7 separate regions of the Mus musculus genome follow, and all the other regions are linked to region 1. A link is a contact called in public promoter capture Hi-C and targeted proximity ligation data. All regions are on one chromosome and are shown on one strand. The core of a region is the stretch at or near the end of the contact, and the rest is flanking DNA. Distances in the headings are between cores, read along the strand shown.

Region 1 (3,257 bases), core at 217-2,716:
AAGAGTTCCAGGAGAGCAAGGGTTATATGGAAGCAAAACTCTCACAATGGGAACCCAGAATAACTTTTATAAAAACTTACAACATTCAAATATCAGGAAGGAATAGTAATGTAGTTGAGGTTTTCTTTAAGATACCCCCATAGCCCTGTGCCTCTCAAGTCAACAAGTCTTTCTTGTACTCCTAGGTTATCAAACTGACTGATTTCCAAAAAAATGCTGTGTCAGACTTTGGGGGTGGGGGGTGGTGGTGGATAGGAGAGGAATTTCATTACCATTACACTTCTGTACTTACCAGGGAATGTACTGTCATCTGGATGGATTGAATCGCTGATGCTTCTCTTCAAGAGGTGATAAATATTGGTTGCGGTCAAATCTATAAAAATAAAGACCTGACTCAGTCATCTAACTCAAGAGTTAACATAATCTAGGGCCTGTTTCCATTTCACTATCAGAGGATCTGAAGGCCAGTAAGTTGTAGACAGAATACATGTTGACCAAGTCTATTCAAGTGCTGACACCGCAGAGAAAACAGCCAAGTCTCCTCATTTGTATATGCTAATCAGTAACAAGAAATCAAAACTTCCTTCCAAAAGAAGTATATACGAACTATATACATTTCTTCCTAAAAATGTCTGCTTAATCAAAACAAGGAAAACGTAATATTGAGATTAGTCAAGTACGCCAAAAAAGCAATGCAGCTAAAATCTTTTAAAGCTGGTCATTTCTCTTTTTTTAGTGTGGAATGTTTCCTTCATAGAATGTAAAACTCAGATCTGCAGAACCTATCATTTCTTTCTGTGCTTTCTTCAAGGTGGTAGGAACGCCAAGGGACACTTCTTTCTGCAAGCATACCTTCCCTAAAAGCAAAAATTCGATGACTATGCCACCAGAAGATTCAACCAGGCAAATATTCAGTTCACCAAGCACTTGGGACACTGGCATCTAATACCCACAACTTTATATCTTTTCCATTGACATACTACTGCTCAGTTCTTATAGAAACTACTTCAGAGAGTTAGTTGCACGTTCCCGGGACCATTCGACCTATGCGCCTCCCTCCGGGATTTCATCAGAAACTCAAATCCTTCGCTTCCCCGCCGCCGGTCGTTCCCGCCTCTTCTCCGCCCAGAGCTTACCGGGCTGTTTGTCGGTGCTCTCCAGGGATGTCGCCTCAGTGCCAGGCTCGATCTCCCCACCCGCCACGGATCGAAACTTCCCTTCCCTCCAGGTGACCAGCAGCAAGTACCGATCCATCCTCTTCGCGCCCGGACTCAGTGTTAGGTCTCAAAAGAGCCGCGCGCAACGTGCACTTCCGGTTTCCTGCCGCTCAGGTTGGCTGCAAAATAATGTCCTACGTCGGTTTTCCCGCCAATTATTGTGGGAAATTATTCTCTCAGGAGCCACACTCTCTGCTCCTCTCATAACGAAACCGCTACCGGCGGGGACCCGAGTGTGGCGGGGAAGCAGATGAGCGCACGCGACGGCAGTAGGAACCTTCATGCTCGGGTGTCTGTGTTTCCCGCCGGACCCGTGGTGCTGGTTCCCCGGCGGGGCGGGTGCAAAGTAAAGGACGCCGCGGGTCGGAGAGCATGTCCAGCTTCTCTAGGGCGCCCCAGGTGAGTTTGCGCGTTTCGGGCAGGATAGTGTGCTCAGTACGCTGGCGAAAATGAAGAGCAGTGTTCACAGGGATTTAGTGCAGAAGCTGAGCTTTCAGGGAAGCTGACACCCGTACCCAAGAAATGCTTTAGGAGTCACTTACCAGAGGGTTGTGAGTCTGCCTACCACTTGATATCTTTGTTTTGGCTCCTTTCTCTCCTCAGTCTGCCCCTTTCGTGTCTTTTGTTCCTTGCGGAAAGAGAGCTAAAGTGAAATAATAGGTTGAATGACGTGGGGCAGTAAAAACCACTAAAAGATGTTTATTTTTGTTTAGTACAGTAGGGGAGGGGGAAGGGAAGGTGTGGAGCTGTAGCTGATGTAGCGTAGCATGCCTGGGTTCCATCCCCAACACCGCATAAACCTGGAATTATGGTGCACGCATGTTATCCTAGCACTTGGGAGGTGGAGGGAGAAAGATCCGAAGTTCAAGGCCAGCCTTCTCCGATACTTAGTGAGCTTGAAGTCAAGCCTGCGCTGCTTAAGACTGTTTATAAAGAATGAAGACCTGTTGTAGAGTTTTGACCTAGAAGTCTTAGGCATCAGAAGGATCAAGCAAGCACTCAAGCCGCCAGGTGGAAGATAAACTGTTCACAGATGGGAGATCTTTGAAGGGCTAAAGGGAGAATTCAGTTAGAATTCTATTTTAGTGTACCACACAAAATACTCATTTTACAAGTCAGGCTGAAACATTGGAGTTCTAAGAAGTCCACAATATATATTAAAGATTTGAATGTGGGTGTAAAGAGAAACAAGAATAACTTTTAAGAATTCTGGTTTGGGCAACCGGAAGGCTGACTCATAGGGAATACTGAAACTGAAGCAGATTCTAGATAGAAGAGAAAGAATTAGTTTCTGATATGTTAATCCAAGACAACTCCTAGCCTAACACTACTTGAAGTACATTTCCTTTAAATGTAGTTGTTACCTGTCTATAATCAGGTAAATAACAGATGTGAATATTTAAAACTTTGACAGCAAGTTGACATGTGGCAGTATTTCTATTATTTATCAAGCTTTTTTAAAGTATTAGTTCACATGGAATGTGGTAAACTTGTCTTTTGCGTATGCATAGGCTAGTTTAAAATTTAGGATAACTAATATGAAACCACAAGCTTATAAGTGTATTTTTCTAGCATATAATCCTTGTGTATATGCATATGAAAGTACCTGGACAAGATCTTTCTGGAATAGAGATAATTTCCTTAGTTTGGAGGCATTGAAGACAGTGATTTTATCAGATGACCTAAAGATGTCTTGGAAGACAGGCCTGTAATACCAGCTATTCTAGAGAATGAAGTGGGGATAGTTGTAATTTCAAGCCTTTGGCGGGTACAGGGTGAACTCGAGGCTAAGCTGAGTAACTTGGTGAGACTCTTGTCTCAAAAGCATGAAAGGGGTTAGTGATGGGTCTCAGTGGTAGAGTGCTTGCCTGGTTTCTCAGTTCTCACACACACATAGACATACTGAATCTAAGCTATACTGCTCTGATTGCATAGTTGTGTTTAGCTCTCCTAGAACTGAGTTCTTGAATAATCTTCAGTTGGCAGTTGGCCACTCAGCTTTCTGTGTAACATGCCTTACTATCTTAATGCCATAACAAG
Region 2 (2,823 bases), core at 80-2,579, 490 kb after region 1:
TCCTGCTTAAAGATTTATTTATTATTATATGTAAGTACACTGTAGCTGTCTTCAGACACCCTAGAAGAGGGCATCAGATCTCATTACAGATGGTTGTGAGCCACCATGTGGTTGCTGGGATTTGAACTCAGGACCTTCGGAAGAGCAGTCAGTGCTCTTAACCGCTGAGCCATCTCTCCAGCCCTCTTTTTTTTTTTTTTAAATATTTATTTATTTATCTATCTATTTATTTATTTATTATATGTAAGTACACTGTAGCTGTCTTCAGACACTCCAGAAGAGAGCATCAGATTTTGTTATGGATGGTTGTGAGCCACCATGTGGTTGCTGGGGTTTGAACTCAGGACCTTTGGAAGAGCTGTCGGTGCTCTTAACCACTGAGGTATCTCACCAGCCCCCCCAGTCTATCTTTAAAACAACAGTTTCCACTGGGTATGATTATCACTGCACTTCATTCACCTGCATTTCTGAGAAGATTGCAACTTGGAACAAGCCTACTGCTACCTTGAGGGAATTGTAAAAAATTATAAGTCTGACGATGGTCCCAGCAAATGAGAACGCTTGAGGAAGTGGTCCTGCATAAAGATTGTGTAAGCCATTTATGAGCTCTGCCTTTACTTTGTGTGGGTTTAATAAATAAATGTTCATTGGGAAAAACGAAGTCTAGTTTTGGAAGGTTTAATAAAGTTATGGCTTTATTTTCCTAATTGGTTTTGTTTAGACGAAAAGTTCAAATTAATTTAAAGTCAGCTAACGACCTTGTCAGGAGTAAAAAAGATAGGTGGAGTGAAATCTGTGCAGGTGGGAAAATGTTAATGGACAATACTCTAACGGAATTAACGGACATTGGTTTGCATCTTTAACCCTCAAGAATAGAAAATCCACAGCTTCAAAAATGTCAAAAAGAAAATCTGTTAATTCATAAGACAAATACGGAGGCCATGGGACTTCTGGCTTGAGAGTTCCCTGCGGTCTGATTACACATTTGGAGTTTAAACCACAAGGTCCAAATGGGTGAGTTTGTTCTTGACAGCAATGGTTTCGGGACCATTACTAGGTCCTAGTCCCTCGCCCCTTCCATCCCTTCTTGTCTTCCACAAGCACGATTCGCCTAACACTTAACGTCCCTTCCTTCCTTCCCCATCTTCCTTTTCTCACCCAGTAAATCTTCCCTCTGCTCTCTTAATTTTAGAAATAGTTTTGAGACAAAGGAGAAAAGCCAGACGAGAAATCCCAAACTTATCGTGCAAACCCCGCCCACTCACGCCCGGACAAGACTTCCGGGTTCTGCCTCCGCGGCCGCGCCACTTCCTCTGACGTCACCGGTCAGAGGTGACCGGCAAGATGTCCGCAGGCGGCGGCGGCCGCTTAGAGCTCCTGTAGCGCGGCTCATCTGTGTGACAGGGGCCGGGCGGAGGCGGCTGAGAGTGGTCGGGGAGGGGACAGGAGGCGGAGGACGGGTGGCTAGGCGCTCCGGGTGCACGGGCCGCTACCGGGAATGCGCTGCAGCGCCCCGTGCAGCCTGAAAGGCGAGCCCCGCAGGAGCTCTTCATGCCGCCCACCGGCTTAGAGTCCTCCAGGATGAACAGGAAGAAAGGAGACAAGGGCTTCGAAAGCCCACGGCCGTACAAATTATAAGTACCTTTCCCCTACTCCGTTTCTCGCCCTGCTCTGATTTTGTTTTCATTGATTCTGTGAGTGACTTGATGAGTCCGGGAAACTAGTGGGAAATTAGAGCCCACTCCAGGGGACATGATGTTTGTAGGGTGAAACGGTTTTGAATAATTGTTCAGCATACTCCTTCCCCGCCCACGGGCTCATAAACCTTTCTTAAAGTACCGCTATATTTTTTTGTCAAGACAAACCTTTTCATGGCTGTTGCTCGATTTAAAATAAGCAGGTTACTCATTTTGTAGAATTCGAAGACAAACTACTGTGTGGTTTTTGAGCGGCTCAGTATATAGTCCCTATTCGTACTTAGATTTATGCTTTCATATAATAATAGTCGTTTCTTTCTTTTTTTTTATATATACAACCCATCAGGTCGTCTGTATCAACAACATAAACTTCCAGCGAAAATCAGTTGTGGTAAGATCACTCCCGGTCATCATAAGTCAGCCTTTCACAGTTCTTGGGGGGGATTCTATAGTCTTCCAGATTATATGGTGCCCCAGAATAAGACATAAGAATTCAAGTCTAGTTTGCTATACATGCTGTTCTCTGTTCTCCCCACCTTTTCCCATTTCCTGATTAAAATGTTCAAATATGCTAAGTATATTGTGCAATAGGAAGTCTTTATAGTCAAACACCTTCACATTGTGCATTAGACAGGACAGCCTGTAGTCATAGCAGTCTTAGATTCAGCTGTTCATTTATGGAGTGTCATTTGGAATATTTGTCACACATTGCTATTTGGGGATAGAACGTGAAAACATTAGGGAGTATTTGTAATTTAAGTTTTTACTTCAGCAGTATAGGAAACTCATGATACCTCTCAGTGAAGCTTAGCATTATTAGAGTCAACGTGATTGATAGAATTATACTGTGTTAGTTGAATTGCTCTTGTCTATAAGACATTCCTTTTTTGTTGTTGTTGTTGTTTTGTTTTTTGTTTTTCAAGACAGGGTTTCTCTGTATAGCCCTGGCTGTCCTAGAACTCACTCTGTAGACCAGGCTGGCCTTGAACTCAGAAATCCGCCTGTCTCTGCCTCCCAAGTGCTGGGATTAAAGCATGCACTACCACTGCCCGGCTATAAGACATTCCTTAAGGGATATGTATATTAACCCATTGATTCTTCACTGTAATCTCTTGACACAGATAAG
Region 3 (3,240 bases), core at 387-2,886, 310 kb before region 1:
CACGCAACTCCCAGATGTCTACTAGGTGGTTATGAAGAGAGAATTACTCCTGCACCATGCCCCTGACTCCCTGCCATGGTAAAACAGAGACCAGCCATCCATATAGAAGTACAATCTCACCTTGCCTATGAAGAACAATTTGGATCCCAAGGTGGAACCAACCTCCTAGCTGCCATTTTCTCGGAGACTTAGTGGGCTAACCATTTCCCTGAGTATTCCAGGAAGATAGCATCCTTATTCTGCAATCCTTCCTATGCATCTGACAGAGAGCTATCATCAGCACACAGCACTTAGAACATAGGTGTGTGTAGCTAGAGATGGCCCAGACTCATAATGTCTAAATATCAACAAACAAACAAACAAACCGAACCAAAACAAACAAACAAACAAACCCCACTGGGGCTGTAGAGAGAGATGGAGCTTTGGAGCTTGGTTCAGTCTCAGGGCTACTGTTATCTGTGTACTAATGACCTCCAGTTTTCTCATCTATGCATACTGTTGATATATGAGTACCTTGTATTCACATTGTAGTTATTTTTATAAAGTATTATTCAATAAATATTATCAGTCTTCATTAGTATCCTGTTAGGATTAAATTCTGCTTTGTTTTAAATTAAATTTTGTTTTGTTTCTATCAAGCCTAAATGCTCACCAGTACCCAGAACACAGACCAGGGTTGTGGCATATAAACAAAGAAAACCAGCAAGCCATCTGTCCCCAAAGGCCATAACTGGAGTGCCACCAAAACATGGAGAGGACTATTAATGAAATCATATTAGGCAATAAGGCTAAAAGCAGTCTACACTGTCTCTTGAACCAGGGACTAAACAGAATATATGGCATTGGATTTGGCCAGCCAACAGCCTGTGAGTGAACAGTGGCTGGATCTGAAAATCAAGAAACTCGTCCAGTCCTCAAATCCAAACAATTGCCTTCTTTCATGCAGGTAACAAGAGGTGACAGCACAGGGTTCAGCCCGGATGCACAGCCTTTCACTGTCTGCTGTCCCTCTTTTCATCCTGATGCGGGCATAAAGGAAGTGGGTTTCCTGTCTGGTTCCATCCTGGTAATCATTTTGACTGCTTTGCAGAACTGCCACCCCAGTGAAGTGCACTGTGCTGGACCTACAATTGGCTGGAAACAGCAAGGCTTTTGTTAGTGAATAGAACAGTGGTGACAGGAAGGACATCCACAGAAACACTGAGTCCCAGGCCAGCTCCTGCTCTCAGAGTGCTCTCTTGTGTACCTCTTGAAATCCAGTTTTTAACCTATAAAATACAGCCAGGGCACACAGAATACTCAAATGCTGCCCTTTGGGATCCATAGTCATTGAGGCTTCTGATCAGTAGTGCTGTTTCAGTGGTAGAAAGCTTCAGAGAAGTTGAGGGAAACAGGTTGGTTTTTGAAAATGCATCAGACTTATTCTCAGCAAAGAACCATGTCAAATCTCTTTCAATGACTTTACTTTTATTGAGAACCAGCAATCCATGAGCTAAAAGTCCATGGACTGCTGGAAGTCAGCCTTAATGTGATTTGTAACTTGAGTTACTATTTTGATAAGAAGAAATCCTTCTGTTGCAGGTGTCTGGCTGCTCCAACAAGCATCCTGTATCTACTCAAAACTGTAGTCAAAACAACTCAGAGTAGTGGATAAAGGTGTCTGGGAAGCAATGACTTAGAAAATCCAGGTTCATACCTACCTTATTAAGATTGCCATTCTGTGAATATGGAAGGGTCTAGAAGTGGACCTCTTCAATTAAAAAAAATACTAATATATTTAACTATTAGAGAAAATGTTCACAGGTTGGGAGCTATCAATCAAATGTTTGCTGTGCAAGTATGAGGAGCTGAGTTTTATCTGCAGAGCCCACATAAAATATCAGCCTTTTTATAAGATGTCTGCAATCCCAGGACCCAGGAGGTAGAAATAGGCAGAAGCCCGGGACCCACTGGCTAACTAACACAGCCTACTTGGCAAGTTCTAGGCCAGTAAGTACCCTAAAAAACAAGGTAAACAATCACCTAAGAAATGAAACACAAGGTTGGTCTCTGGCCTTCAGACATATATTCATTCATAGAGATAGATAGATAGATAGATAGATAGATAGATAGGTAGATGCCCATAACCCTCACACAGATATATAAATGAAGAAAGTGTTATAAGTTTTTTTAAACTTGTATGTGTGATCATAAATGATTAAAAGTGAAAGGGCCCTGGCTAGATATACCTCTAGGCCCTAACTTCCCTCTGTAGAGCAAGCTCTGTAGTTATCACCTTGTATGAGTCACAGCTTCCTGATTGCTACTGTGGGGACAGAAATGAAATTCTGGTGCTGTTAGGATCCAGTGAGGACAACTGGAATAGTGTTGAACCAGCTTAGAGAGTTTAAGGACAGAAGTCAGTTAGCTGTCAGTTATGTACCACTTCTAATGCACCATGTGGGGTTTTTTTTTTGTTTTTTTTTTGTTTTTTTTTTTTAACTTTTTTGCCTCTTGAGTTGAGCTGTGTTTATTGTCTGTGATAGCTGAAGGTGTGAGAAGCTAAGATTTTTCCACATGTCCTTGATTTTGTTTTATCTATTGCCTTGGATTTCCTGAGAGGCTATTTCATAAATAAGAACTGAGCCTTGAAATTCTTTTCGGCTCTCATCTGCTACTAACTGGGATTCGACTGCAGTGGTACAATGGTGAAGGAACAGGGGTTGATCACAAGCAACACGAAATCCTATTTATAAGTCCCATTTCTGGTGAGTTGGCCTTATTACAGATTCAAGGGCCTTTTGATGTCTCGTTTATAGTCGTCACTCATTTTTCTGTTCAGTTAATTAACTTTTATAGTTGTTCTTCATGATTTAAGGATATTACCTTCCTATTCAGTCAAATGTATTGCCTTGGACTATCTATTTCTCTTCTTGTCAGGATAAAATTTCTGACAAAAGCAACTTCAGAAAGGAATTATTTGGCTCGAAGATGGAAGTTCCAACCCAGCATGGCAGGAGTGCGGGTAGGGGAGGCATGGCGGGAGGAGGCTGGCCACATCACAGGGCAGTCAAGAACCCAAGAGAAATGATTGCTCATACCCAGCTCTAGTTCTCCCTTGTATCTGAACTAGGAACCCCTGCCTATTTAAGGTGCTGTTTCTCAACTCAGTTAACCCAGTCTAGAAACCCCCTCATGTGTATGCTCTGAGGTTCATTACCATGGTGACTAATTCTAAATCTTACCAAGATGACAATCAAG
Region 4 (2,941 bases), core at 288-2,787, 330 kb after region 1:
GGATTGAAGAAAGCTTCAGATCAGATTTATTTTAAACTTTTTATTAACATGAATCTATCACTTCTCTAAAATGCACCTCATCAGTGTTATGTTCTTGAAGAGTATAGTATTATATGGGGTATTGCCTCTTGGGAACCTGCCAACACATTCACTCTGAGGAGAAGGAAGGAGGGGCAGTATATCTGTTATGGTTGGGAACGGGTCTATGTACGTGACCTCCCCCTCCAGCCCCGAAGAAGATGCCATATATATGTCATCAGCAAAGACAAGTCAGAGAGAAATGAAGTCAGTTGCCTGAAGTTACCAAGTCACAAGGATCCCACTGGCTTTAAAAATCTAATGACAAAAAAAAAAAAAAAAAAAAAGAAAGAAAAAAAGAAAAAAGAAAAAAAAGAATCCCATCACGAGTTGCCACTGGTGGAGGGGTCGACGGAAGAAAAGCATTAGGGATGTGGAGTGACAGACATGTCCTATGATCTACGTGGCACATGTGGTGAAGTAGGACATTTTAAAATTTGTTCTTGACACAAGGTCTCACAAAGTTCAAGCTGGTCTTGAATTCACTGTGTGGCCAAGAATGACTTCGCTTCTGATCTTCCTGCCTCTATTTCCCAAGTGCTGGGATCATAGGCCAGACCCAGATGAGCTGTTTGAATTCTTTATAGATGTTTTAGTTATTGTTGAGTTTTGGGGTTTTTCCCATGTATTGTAATGCTAAATATCCCACCCCCCCAGGCCTATGGCAAATTGTAATCCAGGGTTATTGATGGGGAAGTAGATTCCAATAGCTTAGAGGGTAGATATCTGCCCAGCTCCAGTGCTGATTAAGGCTTATTATAATAATAAAAGTTAGTTGTGTGTCTTCTGTCTAGGAACTGAATGATCAAAGTCAGGGTAGATTCCTCCAATTGAGATTAAATAATTCCAACAACAAGTTAAGTTTTAATTTGTATTTACCTCCTTATTTATGAAACTGTATTGGTGACTTTTACTTTGTTGTAAAAACAATTACCCAATAGAAACAACTTACAAGATTAATTTTGGCGCATAGATTCTGAGAGTTCAGGTCCACGGTCACTTGTGTTGGTCACATGAGCTTAGACACAACATTGTTGCCAAGGGGAATATGGGGCAAAGGTAAACACCTTACTTTCTCTGTGACTCAGAAGCAGAGAAAAGGGACGTGCGTGTTCTAAAGACACAATCTTTGACACAGATGTCTCGAGTTCACAGCCACACATTGATCTGATTTCTGCTCATTCTTTAGACCTTGGCTCAATTCTTCTCTCCTCAGGGAAGCCCTCCTTTCACCCCCTTCCCACCCTGTAAAAAGTGCCAGCACTCTCTTTCCTTTAGTGGTAGGATCTCAGAGACACATAATTATATATGTATGTGACTTACATGTAATCAGTTATATGTACACATAATTATATATCCAATCCTGGATAAGTTGCCTAATGTCTTCTCTGCTCACCTGTCAATCCCATGATGGCCCAGTGTGACAAGCAGGCCAGGGCAGCAATCAGTAGCTACTGATTGAAAAACAAACTATTTGAGAGCTCTTTCAGAGCCCAGGGAGGTTTTTTTTCCTATCTGCTTTGGTGGTCACTCTACGCTGACTGGGTAGGAATCTGGTCTCTCTTGTCCTGAGAGGAAAGTTCCAAGCAACATACATGGGAAAGGAAGACTAATGAGGAGGATTTTGGAAATGTTTTCTCTAGATGAAAGGAAGGTTTCTTGCAGTGCAGAAGGAGGCAATGCCATTCACTTGGTACTGTGACTCAGGTAGTTGTTTTTATATAAACATACAAAGAAACAAACAAGGGGAGGAAGTAAGCCAACATCCATCAACTCAGCACAGCAGGAAACAAGAAAAGGAGCCAGGAGTCTAGAAGTGCCTGTGAGACTTGGCATAGGCCAGCAGGAACACTCAAGTGCTGATTCTCACAGATCTAATTATTCTCGAAAGAAGGGAGGGAGGGAGGGGGAGAGAGAGAGAGAGAGAGAGAGAGAGAGAGGGAGAGAGAGAAGACCTTGGACTTCTCTGGTTCTGTCTTTGTAAGAATGGCACAAGTCTGAGGGAGCCTGAAGGTTGAATGGTTTGCTCTAACAAGGGCTTGATACAAGGGCTTGATTAAACAAACAAAAGGGAGTGTTTTGGAGTGTTCCCTTGGGTGACCCTGTAAGATCTAGTTCTGGTCCAAGTGAGAGGCTGAAGCCAAGAACAAGTTATTTATTTGATCTTCTTCAAACCAATCCAGGTGAGCATGTGACCATTCTCATCCCCCCCCCCCCTCTCTCCCTCTCCTGCTCCCGCTCCCCCTGTGTGTGTGTGTGTCTGTCTGTTTTTCTTTCTCCTTGCTCTTTCCCTTTCTGTCTCTGTCCTTTTGGTTTTTCAAGACAGGGTTTCTCTGTATAGCCCTGGATGTCCTGGACCTCATTCTGTAGACCAGGCTGGCCTGGAACTCATAGAGATCCAAATGCCTCTGCTTCTCTTGTGCCGGGACCAAAGGTGTTCAACACTACCCTCAGCTATAGCACGTGACCATTCTATAAACATGTTTGAAAAGAATATAAATTCCCTTCTGTAGGAGACATGCAAGGTTATGCACCCTTAAGTACTTCACCACACATTTAATGACCTACTGGGACTTACCAATTACTGTGCTCTGCCTCAACAGTTTCTATATCTTGAAATAACATCTTTGTTCTAACTTAGGCAACATAATAAATAGTATCCTGGCTACCCTGGAGTAGATAAGTAAAACTCTGTCTCAAAACAGCAGCAGCAGCAGCAACAACAACCACCAACATCACCAGCAGCATGATAATTTGAATCTAGCCCTGACATTTATATGCTGAGTGACACTGGGAAAGGGATTAACTGGGTCCTTATCTCCTCAGTTATAAAGTAGGGAGGTTTTTTTCCAAACATCCTCAT
Region 5 (3,117 bases), core at 301-2,800, 310 kb after region 1:
TGGACATCTGAGCTGAAAGGTCCAGCACCCAGGTGTGTAGGGGTGGTGCTGATGCTTTGATGGGGAATCTGCATGTGAACACTGAAGGTCCTGTTCCCCAGTTGGTTCTTGATAGATCAATAAAGATGCTAGCGGCCAATGGCTAGGCAGAACAGGTGGGACTTCGAGGTTCCTGTAGGCAGGCTAGCAGATGCAGAAGGAGAAAAGATTTCTCCATGCTTCAGAGGGAGCGAGAGTCACCAGCCATCTGAGATCTCGGGTAGAGTGGCCATTGGGCATTTCCCAACTGGGATAGCAAGCAGGAGACTAGAAATGCAACTAAAGCAGAGGGCAGATTTAGGGTGCTGAGCTAGTACTAAAGGTAAATGAGCAACAAAGTTGAGGGCAGAATTAGTGGTGTTGAGCTGGGAATGAAGATAAGGGCACATTAGCTGTGGGAGGCTTAGAAGTATCTTGCCATTGAGCCAAAAGCATATTAAAAATAAGTTTGTGTGTGTGTGTGTGTGTGTGTGTTTCACCCACAGATCCAGGGTGGCTCCTGGGTGGGGCTGGTAGTGTAAGGTCTGCCCAGAGCTTAAATTGGGGAAGTAAAAACTACATGTTACACAGGTAAAAGGTAGGTATGGTCTCACATGCCTACCTATAACTCCTCTATGGGGGAGGGGGAGACAGGAGAATGGGAAGGGAGAGAGAGAGAGAGAGAGAAAGAGGAGAAGGAATCCATTGAGCTCTAGGTTCCTTGAGAGACTCTGTCTCAAGAGGTAGTGGAAAATGACACAGCAAGACTTGCAGTATTTTTTTCTGATGTCTGCATACATGCATGTCAATCCTCTGTGGGTGCGCGTGCACACACACACACACACACAGGATAAGAATAATTCTCCCATTCTTCCATGTAACAAAGCAATCATTTCTCACCAATAACATAAACTGAGATGTTTCAAATCGTTTCCCAGAATAAAGAAAAAATGTCTTCAGAACCTTACTCATGCTTGTATCTATGGTGGTATTTTTAGAGTCCGGCTGTTGGAAAGACGTCACCTCTCCCTAAGAGGCCTCAATAACTGTGGTTCAAGCAGTTTCTGCATCCTTGCTTAAATGTTCTAAATGATGTAGCTCCACAGGTCCCACCATGTACCTGTGAGGTAGCCCATGGAGGTGGGCTTTTCAGTTAGCGCCTTTGGTACCCCATGCTTTCTTGGCAAATCAACACACATTACAAGTAACAGCAGGAAGCACATAGCCTGGAGGGAAATTAGTTCTCTTTGCTAAAAAGCACACCCGCATAAACACACAGAAGGTATGACTGGTGCTGGCTGGACAGGTCACTTTAGGAATATAATTTCTCCCCACTGGGCTGGAGGCTTAGCTGTCCACCTCCTGGAAGTGACTGGTGAAGCAGTCATGCTTTTCTTTCACTTGTATATATCTTTAACAGACATACCTGTTTGCCAAGATTATATTGCAGTTGACTCATTCCCTCAGTTGTGGGTGTGTGTTTGCATGTGTATAGAAGTCAGAGGTTGATGTCACGTATCTTCCTCAATCACTCTCTACCTTACTGCTTTTGACACAGGGGAACCCTCAGTGAATCTGGAGCTCAATGACTCAGTAGATTGGCTGGGTAGTGAGTCAGGGAGTCCATCTCCACCTCTCTAGAGCTGGGATTGCAGGCACACTACTCCGCCTGGCTTTTGCACGGGTACTGGAGATCCTAACTTGAGCGTTTTATCCTATCTCCCTAGACCCTCTCTTCTTATTTGGAGACAGAGTCTCATGTGGCCCAGGGTTTGAATTCACAGTAGAGCGGAGGCTGTCCTTGAACTGAGAATCCTTGTCCCTTCAGTTGGGATCGAATCCAGAGCTTCACACATGCCAGGCAAATAACAGTACCCAGTGAGCTTGACCTTCATTTCCTCAGTTCTAAGGAAAACAATCAACTTTATCACCCACAGGGACATAGGGCTCTGACCTCCAAACGAGGGGACAGGATCGCATGCTTATTAATGAAGACTGGGAACAAAACCTTCCTGTGACACATGAAGCAGAGATTAGGGCGTAGTTCCGAGCAAACAGGCTTAGGGAGGGAAGTCTCATGCAACAACACTGGTGGTTAAAGAGTTAGCAGGATGAAGGAGGTAGCACCCAGTACATGTCAGGGCGTCACCAAGTTGCCATGAACCCCCAGGCAGAACTCCAGTCGTCCTTCTGATGGAAAGCCAAGTGAAGTAAGACATCCTGTCTCTTCATTCCTCTCTCCTCACCAGGCCTGGCAGACATGCCAGACCGATGGAATGTCCCTGGGACTGTGTGACTCTGCACATGCTCACATATGGTGGGAGCCTACCACAGTCACTCACACATGGTGGGAGCCTACCACAGCAGAAGCAGGGGTGGGGGTGGGGGTGGGGTGTGAGGGTGAGACCTAGGAGAAACACAACACCTTGGTGCACCAGTTCAGAGCCCAGAAATCTGCACTCACCCATCTCACTGAATGTGCAGCCCAGAAGTGTTGCATTCAAACAAACGGCCTCCTGACTGATCAGGAGAAAGGTAAGCAGACATGGATGGGAAAGAGTCTGAGGCTGGAGAGATGGCTTGGCTGTGAAGACTACTGACCTGGCTACTCTTCAAGGGAATCTGGGTTCAGTTCCCAGGACCCACGTGGGAGTTCACAACCATCCGTAAGTCCAGTCCCAGAGGACCTGATGCTCTCTGCTGGCCTCCTCTGATATTATATGTATATGGTGCGCAGCCATACGTGCAGTGTATCACCCACATATATAAAATAAAAACAAAATCTCAAGGAAAGGGAGTGAAGTGGGGGAAGCCTGATTAAGTAACACAGAAAGCAGGGCCAAGGTACCAAGTGAGTACGGCAGTAGGAAAATGCCTAAGTAGAATGCTTTGAGCTGTTGTAGACACCACCCAGACCAAGAGCCCCTTAATGACTGGAACCAGACTGGGAAGATAGCTCAGCTGGTAAAGTGCTTGCTTTGCAATCATGAGGACCAGAGACACCGTGGCACTTGCAGTCTCTGAGGAAGTGGAGACAGAAGGGTCCCTGGAACATGCTTGTCAGTCATCTTAGCCTAACTGGTTAGTTCCAGACGATTG
Region 6 (3,002 bases), core at 482-2,981, 400 kb after region 1:
CCCACTCTCCTTTGGACTTATGGCCTCCTCTTCCGTTGTTGCTGCATGCATATCTGTACACACAACTTATTTATAAATATGATCTTCTCAGTTCATATCATGTGATCTGTATGCATGTTTTTCAGGGCTGAGCAGTTGAAACTGGACAATCAGTTGGTGTGTTTTTCTCTGGGGTGGGCCACCTCTCCCACACCCGGTTTCCTCCATTGAATATAGTTCTTTGTGTAGGGTTGAGGTCGCCTGAGTTTTTCCCTGTCTACTTGGGCATGCTCATTGGCGTCATCCTTGCTCAGTTCACATTTTGGACAGTCATGTCGTCATGTTGGTGACAATTTATGGAGGTAGATTCTGACCTTACTAGGAGACAGGATCCCACAGTAAACCCCCTCGTCCTCTGGGTTTTAGAATCTTTTTGCCCCCATCTTCTGCAATGTTCCCCGAGTCTTAGGTGCAGAGTGTTTTGTAGACATATTGCATTGGGACTGGGCTTCACAACTCTGCATTTTGATTGGTTGTGGGTGTTCTGTAGTGGTCTCCATCTATTACAAAGAGAAGTGTTCTTGATGAGGGGTAAGAACTACACTTACTTACCTGTGGGTATAAGGACAAGTGTTTATACATTATAGTTAGGGACTATGCTGGCTTAGCAAGTTAGTGATTGTTGATTTTCCTCCAATATCCCTGACTTCACTAGCACCGAGTAGTTACTTACCTAGGCTCCTAGCGCCAGGCATGGTTTCCCTCTTGTGAGAACATTAGAGAGCTACTGGTTACTGCTAAGGGACGTTTGCCCCCACTGCACTCTTAGGCTGGGGTGCCATGCTGGTTGTTGATGAGGTTCATTGGCATCATAGTTGGGTAAGACTGCTCGTGGTTTGCCTCCCTCCTTTGGAAGTTTGCATGGTGCCTTCTGGTACCATGAAAGCCCATCCACACGAAGGAGGCATTCCAGGCCAGATCCACATCAGGTCTTATTAGCAGAACACCAGGGATACTGGCACCAAAGTAGGATCTCATACTTATGTCTGTCTGTAGATCCTGGTACTGAAAATTCTCTATCTTGACAACTTACAAATCCTCGGCCACATTTTATAGTAAGAGGTATTCTGGAGTAAATGTTTATTTAATATATTTAATCTCTATGAAGAGAAATAAGAAGGATTTAGGACTCATTGCTAGTTGAGTGACAACAATGCCAGGGTTTGGCTGCAAAGTGCAGCTGTGATTGATTAGTGGACTTTAGACAGCTTTCCCTGCCTGCCACACCCTCTCCCCCACTGTGAAACAGGGACAACAACAACAACATCTAAATCAGCCATGCTGCAGTAATTCAATAACCTCTACTAGTCAAGCTTTGCAATAAGTTATTCTGCAATCAATAAATTCCTACTATTATTATCTTAAAATAAGAATAATAAAAGGAACACATAATCTTGTAAGACCTTCATGTTGTAAATGTTAAAAATACCCCAAAGAAGTATTCTGGAGAAAATACTGTAGGAAAAAAAATCCCTTTAATTATTAAAAAAAAAATAGATAAACAAAGTCTCTGACTAGATAACCAACTCTTCACTTTTAATGTTATTAAAGTATCTAAAACTTACACAATAATACCTGTCCTGAAAGTCATAGAAAGATCACTCAAAAACCAAGGAAAATGCATACAATGGAAGAGTCCATTTCAAACGGCCCAAAATGTGTCCCAAACATCCAGCAACCAAAAGCAGTGGCCAAGGTTTATGAGACCGTAGCTGGGTCACTTAAGGTTAAATACATATTAAATTTCTTTTTCCCAGTGCTAATTTCGCAAGGAATTTGGAGAAATACATTTACTTGGAATTTGAGGCCACTGAGTTATTAATAACTACAAAGTATATAGCAGGCATAGAGTCCTGGAATATTGATGAATTCACACACACACACACACACACACACACACACACACACACCCAACCAAACAAACAAACAAATAAACAAAAAAACCTAACGATACAAAACACCAAAGCCACACTCCCTCTTCCTCGTTGGTCTTACACATGCTAGGTAAATGTGTGCATCTGAGATACATCCCTGGTCCCTATTCATGATTCTCGTCAAATATTTACCATATCACTGGCAAAGCACAGGTGGTCTTGGGTGGAAGGGATACAAAGAAGGCAGGAGTATCAGTGGTAGGGTACATGAAGCATGAGCAAGGCCCATGTTCACGACCAAAATTGAGCCTAAGCCCTTAATCCTCTTGTTCTTTTGTCTGACTTCCTAGGCCTTCACTGTAACACCTACACCCACCTACTATGGAGAGGGAGATGCTTGTATCATCTTTTATGTGACAAATAGGAATTTTCACGACGTCCAAAGCCTTGCAAGACAACCAGATTAAGGAATGGCATTGCTTTGGCAGTCCAGTCTCAAAATGTTGCCCTGAATAAAATTAAAGATGGTAGGAAAAGCTAGAGGCGAAAGAAAAGCAGACTAGCTTGGAGATAAACCCCTTGGGAGACTCCAGACCTGCCAACCCAGTAGTCCTAAGCTGTATATGGTATGTTTTAGGTATATGGTATGTTTTTGCTTCCTGAAAGCTGAAATACTGTCCTCACAGATCCTGCTCCTTGAAGGGCGCTCAGCACTAACTACCTGACATGACCCTAACATTTCCCCTGGGCACAGCACATATGACTGACTCCAGATTCTACAACAGTCTCATTTACCCAATAAGGAAAAGATCATGGGCATCTCTTGATGGAAAACATCAAACAGTGCCCTTCTGTTTTCACTTCTGGAGTTTTGTTCAATTGTCTTAAGAATAGGGAATATGATTTTGATAAAGTGTTTTATGGATCTTCTGAAACTAACTTTTAATTTTTGGCAACTCGAGAAGCGACTATGTGACAGAAACCTCCTCCCATTAAAAGGAACAGTTATGTAACCCACCCACATGAAGAACCACGCTGAGGTCGACATGGGAAGAGGCAGACAGATGGGCGGCTGAAGCTCAGTTGATA
Region 7 (3,001 bases), core at 229-2,728, 330 kb before region 1:
ACATGAGGGAGGCCCGCAGACTTGTTCAGTCATACAGTTAAAACAGAGGAGACACCTAAAATGTCTACCTGAGGCTTCAACTTTTGAGTGTGTCTATTGAGTGAATATTTTCTATGTTGTTGCGTGAGAACCTGTTAAATAACATTTTTCCATTTATAGCATAGCTTCATATGCGTGATATACCTCATAATATACCATAGCTATACATACTTTTCATATTTATTTGCAATTATTATTGCATCCTATAAAAGTGTCCTAGAGAGTACATTCATTAATGAGATAAAGTTATAATTAGCATTACCCAGTTAATTTAACAGAGGATTTAAAAGGGAGAAATTAGTTCCTAAAACATAAATCTTTGTTATCCACCTAATTTAGCTGTCAATGGGATATAGTCCCAACAGCAAATAATTTCAGTTGTCACTGTAAATCTTTAGGGGCAACATTTCAAGGATTTGGTTATCACTAGGTGTTATGGAATGAGTTGTGCCCAATCCCTAAGTAATATATTGAACTCTGATTCCCTAGTCCCTCAAAAGTTAAACTTAATTGGATGAAGGATTTCTGTAAATGCCGTTAGTTAACATCTTTCTAGACTAGACTATGCCCTTAATCCAATATTACTTATGTGAAGAAGAGATTTGAACTGTGGACGTTCAGGGATGGATACCATGTGAATACATGACTAAGAGAAGATGATGAGTCTTATGCTAGTTATGGGAGGATGCCCTGTGCCCATAGTCTCTGCCAGGGAAGTAGCCCAGTGGACAACCTGCTTGTGCTTCTAGCTGACAGAGCTAGGAAACTATGCATTCCTGTCGATCTGACACTGCTTTGTGATACTTTGCTATCCTAACCATAGAAACAGATACCCCTGACCAAGTCACCACACCAATGAATAGTATAACCATGTATAGGCTGGGGGCCTCTGACCTCTACCTCCCTGAAATAGACTTTCACTTTGGAAATTTCAAGTCCTGTTCATCATTTGCATTGGACTTTCATACAGTCTAGGGAGATTCCATTGCAGTACAATACACATCCAGAAGGGCCTGTAGAATTGACCATAAGTCCCTGGATGAGAATGCATCCAGTCTCTGATCTTTGAAATTCAGAATAAATCACAGATCTAGTAGTGCTGCCACATTCACATTCCCTCTTTTGGTCCTTGCCCCTTGGCTTTGGTAACCCCCTCGACTTATCGCTCAACTTGTTTGTTTGGAAAGTGGAAGAGAAGAGATTCTACAGTTTGTGATGCTGTGATTCTAAATTTAACATTTCTGCAATCAGTGACGAGTTAAGGCATATGTTAGGAACGTTTAGTCTGTCCTTTTTCCTTTCCACTGTCATCCATCAGCAGGTTTAAAACACAAAGCGTGCTCTGCAGCCTCAGCTGCTGGACCTCACCCTCTCTCCTCAGTCTCTGGTTCATTTCTCAAAGGAAACCACTTTGAACAGTTTCCATATTTAGCTCTTCCTGTAGTTACCACCGTCACTTTAATAATGTGCTTAGGCTACATTTCCTTGATCAACCCTAGACATTATCTCCTTGCTCTCTAACACTTGCTACTTTTAAGGGAAGAACCACTGACTCAGCAGACGTGGCTGATAGCCTGCAGGTCAACAGGTCCTATTCAGAGCACCATTCACCGTGGATATGGATCGAGCAAAGAGATTTGGCTTCAAAGGGAAGCTGGGATTAAATATTTCTGCTGGGCACAACACCAGGCAGGAAGAACTTTGCTTTAGTTAGTCAGGCTCACATTGGACCTGCATAGTTATCTCCTCGCTCTCTCTCTCTCCCTCTCTCTCTCTCTCTCTCTCTGTATATATATATATATATATATGTTTATAAGTATAGATAGATATTATATACATATATAATTATAGATAGATGTATCATATATACACATATATATGTATACAATTATAGATGTAGATATAGGTATATAATTATAGATAGATAGATCATATATATAATTATATACATATATATGTATGTATATGTATATATATATATATATGGAGAGGGAGAGAGATAGACACAGAGAGAGAGACAGAGACAGAGAGAGACAGAGAAAGAGAGAGAGAGAGAGAGAGAGAGAGATGGGTAGACAGGCAGATGTCATGGACACTCCTGAATGTATGATCCAGGCAATCCTTAAGATTCCCCCAACCCAAACCATCATTCCCTCTCTTGGTACACATTCCTCTTCTCAGCACCTCTCTGCTGGGTGACAGATTTACACTCTCTCCATCTTCACAGCCAGTGAGCTGCACTCTAGGTCTTTCTCTGATCACCTGAGCATGGTTTTCAAATCTGTAGGTGTTTCTCTATACCCAAGCCCAAGTCCTATTCAAGTATGCTCTACACATGGAGGTCAGAGGTCAACCTGGAATGTCATGCCTCAGGAACTATCCACCTTGGTTTTTGAGACAGGATCGTACCGTGACTTGGAGCTTGCTGTTTAGGCCAGACTGGCTTGTCACATCCAAAGAATCATGACTGTCTTACACACAGTCTCTCTCCTGCTCCCTCCACTTTCCCCTCTCGCTCCCTCCCCCTCCCTCCTCCTCCCTCTCTCTGCAATTTCACCAGTGTGCCACCACACCTGACTTCTTACATCAGTTCTAGGAATCTAACTCAGGTCTTCATGCTTATTTGGCAAGAACTTTACTCGGTGAGCTCTCTTCCTGACCACATTTTACCTCTGTATTTTTATGGTTTCCATTTGACCAGGACAGTTTTACATAATAGAAGGTATTATTCTGTCATTTGCTTGCCCTTCAATTTCTTTGATAAGAGTTCTCATGACTATCTGGATACAACCAAAGCTTAAAGTCCTGACACCTACCCTTTCTTTTTGAAGTGGCCCCAGTGTTTTCCTCAGTGCAGTATACCCAGAGCCCACATGGAAGCAGACATGCACAGAAACTTGATGAATAAGTGCATCATGAATAAATGAACTGACTGAATGGATGGATGAGCCAATATCTCAAC

What was found. Promoter capture Hi-C pulls out the DNA fragments that hold promoters and counts their contacts.
Region 2: a contact with region 1 is called in a targeted proximity ligation map of the SCID.adh cell line, with 33 read pairs. A contact is called at or near these places in 19 of 39 promoter capture datasets (the C10 cell line, the HPC-7 cell line, HPC-7-derived erythroid cells and 14 more), 4 of 484 Hi-C or Micro-C datasets (the G1E-ER4 cell line, bone marrow-derived macrophages, germinal center B cells and 1 more), 30 of 130 datasets of targeted methods (the 230-238 cell line, DN3 thymocytes, the SCID.adh cell line and 16 more) and 3 of 9 other capture datasets (adipose tissue, liver and macrophages).
Region 3: a promoter capture Hi-C map of the HPC-7 cell line shows a contact between it and region 1, with 2.6 times the contacts expected there. A contact is called at or near these places in 11 of 39 promoter capture datasets (the 3T3-L1 cell line, 3T3-L1-derived adipocytes, the C10 cell line and 6 more), 2 of 484 Hi-C or Micro-C datasets (CD4 T cells and embryonic stem cells), 3 of 130 datasets of targeted methods (CD8 T cells, embryonic stem cells and memory CD8 T cells) and 3 of 9 other capture datasets (adipose tissue, liver and macrophages).
Region 4: a promoter capture Hi-C map of liver shows a contact between it and region 1, with 2.3 times the contacts expected there. A contact is called at or near these places in 2 of 39 promoter capture datasets (liver and pre-B cells), 5 of 130 datasets of targeted methods (the SCID.adh cell line, bone marrow-derived macrophages, fibro-adipogenic progenitors and 2 more) and 3 of 9 other capture datasets (adipose tissue, liver and pancreatic islet).
Region 5: a contact with region 1 is called in a targeted proximity ligation map of pancreatic cancer cells. A contact is called at or near these places in 1 of 39 promoter capture datasets (macrophages), 6 of 130 datasets of targeted methods (the NIH/3T3 cell line, the SCID.adh cell line, bone marrow-derived macrophages and 3 more) and 2 of 9 other capture datasets (adipose tissue and liver).
Region 6: a contact with region 1 is called in a promoter capture Hi-C map of liver, with 3 times the contacts expected there. A contact is called at or near these places in 8 of 39 promoter capture datasets (the 3T3-L1 cell line, 3T3-L1-derived adipocytes, the HPC-7 cell line and 5 more), 6 of 130 datasets of targeted methods (the SCID.adh cell line, bone marrow-derived macrophages, embryonic stem cells and 2 more) and 2 of 9 other capture datasets (adipose tissue and embryonic stem cells).
Region 7: a contact with region 1 is called in a promoter capture Hi-C map of liver. A contact is called at or near these places in 6 of 39 promoter capture datasets (the C10 cell line, the HPC-7 cell line, cranial neural crest and 2 more), 4 of 484 Hi-C or Micro-C datasets (cerebral cortex, embryonic stem cells, myocytes and 1 more), 4 of 130 datasets of targeted methods (bone marrow-derived macrophages, embryonic stem cells and stem cell-derived neural progenitor cells) and 2 of 9 other capture datasets (adipose tissue and liver).

Annotation. Positions count from the first base shown.
Region 1 is chr15:55,555,617-55,558,873 of GRCm38.p6, reverse strand. Mtbp (Mdm2, transformed 3T3 cell double minute p53 binding protein) reads right to left here and starts at 1,466. Exons shown (of 22, transcript NM_134092.3): 1 at 1,137-1,466; 2 at 293-373. The coding sequence starts at 1,254. It overlaps Mrpl13 (mitochondrial ribosomal protein L13), which reads left to right and starts at 1,562. Exons shown (of 7, transcript NM_026759.3): 1 at 1,562-1,616. The coding sequence starts at 1,590.
Region 2 is chr15:55,070,658-55,073,480 of GRCm38.p6, reverse strand. It overlaps Taf2 (TATA-box binding protein associated factor 2), which reads left to right and starts at 1,329. Exons shown (of 26, transcript NM_001081288.1): 1 at 1,329-1,634; 2 at 2,034-2,088. The coding sequence starts at 1,552.
Region 3 is chr15:55,862,482-55,865,721 of GRCm38.p6, reverse strand. All of the region lies in intron 1 of Sntb1 (syntrophin, basic 1), which reads left to right. Among named protein-coding and RNA genes, the nearest start is that of Sntb1, 43 kb to the left of the region's middle.
Region 4 is chr15:55,223,232-55,226,172 of GRCm38.p6, reverse strand. All of the region lies in intron 8 of Deptor (DEP domain containing MTOR-interacting protein), which reads right to left. Among named protein-coding and RNA genes, the nearest start is that of Gm26296, 38 kb to the left of the region's middle.
Region 5 is chr15:55,244,239-55,247,355 of GRCm38.p6, reverse strand. All of the region lies in intron 8 of Deptor (DEP domain containing MTOR-interacting protein), which reads right to left. Among named protein-coding and RNA genes, the nearest start is that of Gm26296, 17 kb to the left of the region's middle.
Region 6 is chr15:55,152,145-55,155,146 of GRCm38.p6, reverse strand. The region is part of intron 3 of Deptor (DEP domain containing MTOR-interacting protein); the gene reads right to left. Among named protein-coding and RNA genes, the nearest start is that of Gm9920, 40 kb to the right of the region's middle.
Region 7 is chr15:55,882,993-55,885,993 of GRCm38.p6, reverse strand. All of the region lies in intron 1 of Sntb1 (syntrophin, basic 1), which reads left to right. Among named protein-coding and RNA genes, the nearest start is that of Sntb1, 22 kb to the left of the region's middle.